Linked DNA regions of Sus scrofa: region 2 is linked to region 1. A link is a contact called in public Hi-C data. All regions are on one chromosome and are shown on one strand. The core of a region is the stretch at or near the end of the contact, and the rest is flanking DNA. Distances in the headings are between cores, read along the strand shown. Region 1 overlaps LOC110260218 (a long non-coding RNA gene). Region 2 overlaps GJA1 (gap junction protein alpha 1).

Region 1 (3,208 bases), core at 341-2,840:
AACATTTCAAGTGTAACAATAATAAACTAGAAAGTAAACACCCTAAAAAACTATCTTGAAAACATCACTTTATATTTGTAAGATGTTACTGATGTGCAGGCATAGGGAATAAATACATCGTAACAGTGTTCCAAGCCTGTTCTTATTTTATAACAATTTAAAACTGAGATGGCAATGAGATTTTCAAGCTTTCCAGTCTCATAAATCACCATCAGGCATTTTTACCATTGTTTAATGTTTGCTCCCTAGAGAGATCATTATTATTTGGGACATAGAGTGTCTATATCATTTTACAATGTGAAAAGTAAAATATGAACACATTCTTGAAGGTAAGACAGCTTACCTCAAGTCATATCCCATGTCTATGCAAGAGAAATAAATAGAAACTTAGAAATTGTGATCCTTGTTTTTCTAGGGTGGCCATGTTAGACTACCCATATTTTCACTTCATCCTTCAGTGGGATGGATACCTTGTTGATAACTTTGTTGACCCTCTGTGTAGTCCTCCCGTTGACTTAGCAGTTGGCACAGATATGTCCTTTGTCTACTAGTTAGGTTTTGTGGAGAGTGATTTAAATAATGTTCATTCCAAATCTACATTTGTCAGGTTTCTACCCCTCTCTAGAAGCCGAGATAAAAATCAAAGACTAGGTGAAAACTTAAGTTCATTCCTGTTTTCCAGTTTTGAAAAAGGAGAGTTGAGGGGTAGAATGATTTTATTTTCCCTAGTTAAAAAAATGGAAGAAAAGGAAAGAAAAATCTTGCTGCTAGCATGTCAGTACCTTAATAATCAATAGGGGACACACCAATAGCTTCAGAACTGAGTATTTTTCTTTCTCGCCAAAGATGTGATTGATATAAGCCTCTGTAGATGCAAAGATGATTTTCAAACTCACTGCATAAGCCTGACTTAAGATAATTTTAAATAATGAAAACACATGTGATGTTAAAATAGCATTAAATATGAGTTAGAATTTGTTAGTGACAAAGGCCCTTTTAATGATGAATCTGGACAGGAAATGGTCATTAAAATCTAATCATATGCTTCTAATTGTGATGTAGTAATACTCTCTGCTGAAAGGCAATGTGATCAACTAAAGGAGATTGAGCAATAGTGGAATGGAAAAAGAATTAATAGCAGGCAGGGTAGTTTGAAACTTTTCTGAGGGCTTTTAGGAGAAAACATGTTGTAACCTGTTTTGCACTCGTAACCTAGAAGAACACTGATAGAAATTCGATGAAATAAAAAGTGGCAGAAATGGTTCCAGAAGTGGTGAGAAAGAGCCAGGATAAAAGACGATGGCTTTGCCAGCCACGCTGGCTGAAAGGTAGGTCCAAAAAAGAGACCTCACATTCCAAAGGCCCTCCCTTGACTCCGAGACCCACACTTTTCCCACTGCACCATGCACGTCCAGTAAATGTTGCCTAAGAAAATATTGGCTAAGAGGCCAATTTGGATTCGAAATTGGTTTGTCTGAAGCTAGAATTCACAGTTTTTACCACATCACTCTTCCTGCTCTAAAACCCTTCAGTGGCCTTCCTTTTAAATGTGCTGTGTAAACAAAGCGCATCATTCTTTCGGCATTCCATTGAGACTCCCTCACTCTCACCAGTTTCATCTCCCACTGCTTTCTACAGGAAGGGATCGCTGCATCCAAATCAGTCCATTGTTCAGCCTCTGTGCTCTTCTGCTTCCATATACTGTTACTCTGGATCTTCTCTCAAGTTGTTCCTCCATCTGGAACCCCCTCACTTCTGTCCTCGGTTTATTTCAATCTTACCCAATATTCAATGGTAAAGTAAAAAACGCACCTCTCTGTAGATGTTTTCTAAAGAGCCCAGCCAGTCCCCAGGTCTCATTTCCTTCTCTGGACACCTACAGTACAACCCGTGAAACCACTGATTGAATCTTTATTAGATTCTGCTTAGTGTTGTGTGCTATCATTCTTAGAAAGCCTCTACAACAGTGCAAAACCCCAAATCACACCAAAGTGCCTCCATTGTGAAGAATTAAATAAATAAGCTCTCATGCAATGTCACGTGTAGCAAATGCACCATACAGCTTATAGAGGGCTTTCACTTACCTCACCATGAAGTTTTGGATAAACAAGCTCTCAAACTCCCAGACTATAGAGTTTATAGAGGGCTTTCACATATAATATCTTACTTCACAGTGCCCTTGGAGGAAGGTCTGACAGATATTATGATCTTTATTTTACAGATGAGGAAGCTAAACTAAGGAATCATGAGTGATTTACTCAAGGTCACACTGACTACAGGGCAGCATGGGGATTTAGAGCCATTTGTTAATGCTCATTTGGCTTAATGGCTTTCTTCTTTCTGTACTTGATCATGTCAATTTTATAGTTTTAAACTTGTGATTCGGAGTTTGGATAGATTATTAAAATGACAGAGGAAAAAAATCTTCATACTAAGAGATCACAGAGATACAAAGCTAATAAACATAATAAAGGCATATGATTAATACTTTAAGTGACTTGGCAATTGTAAAACAAGAGCGAGCATGAAAGAGCTCTTAATGTTGAATTAAATCATGAAGACTAAGTGTGCCAGAAAGAGCAGTAAGATGAAAGTCTGGGAACTATGGTTCTGAGTTAAGTATGATTTAGGTTTTTTCTTAAATGTTCAATCGTGTACTGCAAGATGAAAGGACATATTATTCAAAATCCATTAAAAATTAGAAAAATATATGTTCACAAGATTCTGTTGACTAACCTGTTCCAGTGTTGAATTGCTAATATTCTTACCTGCAAGCTCTGAGCAGGCATAGTTCTGAGTATGTTTCATGGATCATCTACTACCTCTTACAACAGAGTTCAGAAATATTATTACCCCAACTTTTCAGAGAAACTGAGATGAGAACAAGCGTTGATATAGGTGAGTTCTTCAACATACACTCCCTCACCCCTAAGCCCAAGCTAAACTCTGTATAATCACCCTTGGAGTAAGGAAAATCTGAATCCAATGATTTTAGTACATTTTCAGTTAAAGTAAATATATTTGGGCTGCATTGTGCTTCTTAATAACTGTCCATTAGTTTAAAAAATAAGAACATTCCTTGAGTTCTTGCTAAAACTGTATATAACTTCAAGGACTTAATATTTCCCTAGAGAACTTAAAAGTCAAGTTTGGGACAAAGCAGTCTCCAATACAAGCTCTTCTGTGCTTTGCAGTGTCTGCACATCTG
Region 2 (3,208 bases), core at 394-2,893, 370 kb after region 1:
AGGAGCAAATGCCTGACAACAGCTGAACTGTCCTTCTTGTGTTCCCCATGACCACGTTAGATCACATTTTCCACTGCTCTTCACGGCCCTCTAGACTACAGGCTAAAAAGCACAGGCACTCCAAGTGTGACCTGCCCAAGGACGCTCTGGAAACTTTTCAGTGTTTCCTGAACAGCATCACCATCCCTTCACAGTATTTGCTAAAAACATGCATTTCTGGCACTCACCAATTTGAATGAATACGATGGGGTTGTAGGGAGAGAGAGAAGAATGGCTGGGAAATCACTTTTTTCTCTCTTCTTTTTTTAAACAAATGCACCGGGTGATACGGAAGTAAAGTTTTAGGCCAAGAGGCAAAGGTTTCTGGAAACTTTTTGGTGCTCTCTCTCTTATTCACAATGTGAATATGTGTGAAATATGTGTGAAAATGTCAGGAGAGCAAAAAGGGACAAAGTATCTAAAAACACCAAGGGGATGGGGCTGGGGGCAGGGGTGTCAGTGTGAGGAGCAGTGGCTCTCTGAGCTCCTGGAAACTGAGCTCACTCTTCACCACCCCTCATCCCTCCATCTCCCCTGGCTGCTCCCCAAGAAGCACAAGGACGCAAATGCTTTATTCAAAATGAAAAGAAACCTTCAATTTTAAAGTCCTTTTGACTGTCCTCCTTTCCAGATCCTTATAAACAAATCACCATGCCAAAGGTACAGTCAAGTCCCTGTGTTGCTAATGTTCCCATAATCATTAGCAGAATTGCAAAATACTTTACTTTCAATTTTAAAGATTCTCCCAAGAAGAGACACTATAAACAGCTGACTGGGGAATTAAAATAAAAAAAGATAAATAGGGAGTTCCCATTGTGGCTCAGTGGTTAACAAATCCGACTAGGAACCATGATGTTGACGGTTCAATCCCTGGCCTCCCTCAGTGGGTTATGGATCTGGCGTTGCTGTGGCTCTGGTGTAGGCCAGTGGCTACAGCTCCGATTCGACCCCTAGCCTGGGAACCTCCATATGCCGCAGGAGCGGCCCTAGAAAAGGCAAAAAGACAAAAAAAAAAAAAAAAAAGGCAAATAGGATTGTTTCCTGATAAAATAATTTAATGGATTTTTTTTTGAAGGGAAAGGGAAGTGCCAAGTATGTGTTTCTAACATCCTAAAACCGAAAAATTATAAGCCTCAAAACTAATCTGTAAATCCTCAAGTTTTTCTTTAATTTTTGTAAGAACACCTCTCCCTTACAGTAAATGTCTCTGAGCAGGCTCAGTTGTGACCATTCCTCTATAGTTACAACAGCCAGATGTTCTTTTGGTAATATTTATACCCATACATAATTAACATAACCCACATTCAATATATCAGCAAATACCATAGGCTTTATCTTCCCCCCAAACAGACTATGAGTCTCACCACTTCTGCTCTTAGTCTGATCTCAGTCATCATCACCTGTCTTTAGGTTACAAGAGCCTAGTTACCCTGCTTGCCAATCTACTCTCTTCAAGTGGTCAATCTTGAAAGAAACTAACAAACAAGCTGAGCTGCCCTGATCAGCTCTGCTCCATCCCTGTAGTTCGCTCTGATCTCACCTCATCAGCCTGTACTCTAAGCACATCATTTGTTATATTCCTTGTCCTTTTTTTGTTTTTTAATGGCCCTTAGCTCTACTCGACATATTATATAAATACCTGTTTATTGTCTGTCTGCCTTCATGACAAGGATTTATCACTATCTGCTTCCCTCAACTAGAATGTGACTTCTGTGACTGAGGGAGTTTCTTTTGTCCACCTCTGTATCACCAAGGTTTAAAACAGTAAGAGATAATGCATAAATATCTATTGAATTAATTAAATTGGATTTGTACAAAAAAGGCACCAGGTTTCACCAGTTTTGTTGTTCACTACCTCTTTGGGATGCTCTTCATTATAGTTACATATCCCAAACTTCAGAACTTTAAAATTAATTAAAAAGGGACTTTCATGAGTTCTGTGGTGGCTCAGTGGTTAAAGAATTCGATTAGGAACCATGAGGTTGCGGGTTCAATCCCTGGCCTTGCTCAGTGGGTTAAGGATCCAGTGTTGCCATGAGCTGTGGTGTAGGTTGTAGATGCAGCTCAGATCTGGCGTTGCTGTGGCTCTGGTGTAGGCTGATGGCTACAGCTCCAATTAGACCCCTAGCCTGGGAACCTCCATATGCCATGGGTGCGGCCGTAAAAAGACAAAATGACAAAAAAAAAAAAAAAAAGGGACTTTCACAGAAAAAAAGTGGGATTGTCAGTGTCTTGTATTAGACATACATTGTCAAGTGATAATTGCTGAAACAGAGAACTGTCTGTTGAAACAACATGCTTTAAAGGATTCCTGAGCAGATGATATGACTGAATTAAGGAAAGCCTATTTAACAAAGAGCATATTGAATTTATTAGACAAGGTAATAGCGATTTTGGAATTTTGCAGAACTGCATCAGCTATCATAGATCTTTATTCAATCTTACTATTACGCTGTTTTATTTTAAAACAACAACAAACTTGTGTTGTCATATCACAGTTCTACCATATTCTAATTTTGACGAGACCACAATCGCTGAGAGTAAAGAACACCATAGTGTCTTGCAATGGAAGAAATAATGTGTTAATACTTGTGTTTATCTCAAGAATGATAAATCTTGGGGTAAGACTAGGGCTCTGAAGGGAACAGTACCAGCTGATATCAACCCCAGTTAATACAGTATCTCCATATAGTTTGAGTGTGGGTAGGCAGTTAAGCAATTTGAATCAGGTACCACAGAAAATATATATTCCCACTTCATCAGATAATATACACAAACTTTGCTTCCTTATACCTGGGCAGTTAGCTTAACTCTATAGTATATCAAACGTATTCCATGTAAACATCTATTCTATTTAATACTCTGCCCCACAGCACCCTGATTAGCCTTAGATTCCTTTGTAAAGAATGATACTGCTTCATTCCCGAAGGTATTTGTTGTGTGGCATTGATTTTTATGGGGGGAAAGAAAACACTAACAAGCCTTTCTTTCCTTGCCTCTCACTCTTTTCTACCACAGAGTCAACCCGCATCAGCCTTCACGAAACAATGAGATGGGAGTTGAGGAGTGAGGGACTCCATCCAAAGAGAAGATGACACCTACCAAATACAAAGTCCCCTCCCTAGTTCAACAGCTATCACTCACCTCCCCAACTAATAGGAATTTCTCA

What was found. A called contact is a pair of places that touch in the nucleus more often than the background predicts.
Region 2: a contact with region 1 is called in a Hi-C map of fetal heart ventricle, with 6 times the contacts expected there. The contact joins two enhancer-like sites. A contact is called at or near these places in 2 of 47 Hi-C or Micro-C datasets (fetal heart ventricle and heart right ventricle) and 1 of 2 datasets of contacts at active chromatin or transcription factors (alveolar macrophages).

The regions. Positions count from the first base shown.
Region 1 is chr1:40,626,486-40,629,693 of Sscrofa11.1, forward strand. The region is part of intron 1 of LOC110260218 (a long non-coding RNA gene); the gene reads left to right. Among named protein-coding and RNA genes, the nearest start is that of GJA1, 370 kb to the right of the region's middle. Within about 2 kb of position 1,591, at least 11 of the 83 cell types and tissues checked have an H3K27ac peak or open chromatin away from gene starts, as enhancers often do.
Region 2 is chr1:40,994,843-40,998,050 of Sscrofa11.1, forward strand. All of the region lies in intron 1 of GJA1 (gap junction protein alpha 1), which reads right to left. Among named protein-coding and RNA genes, the nearest start is that of GJA1, 5.7 kb to the right of the region's middle. Within about 2 kb of position 1,644, at least 9 of the 83 cell types and tissues checked have an H3K27ac peak or open chromatin away from gene starts, as enhancers often do.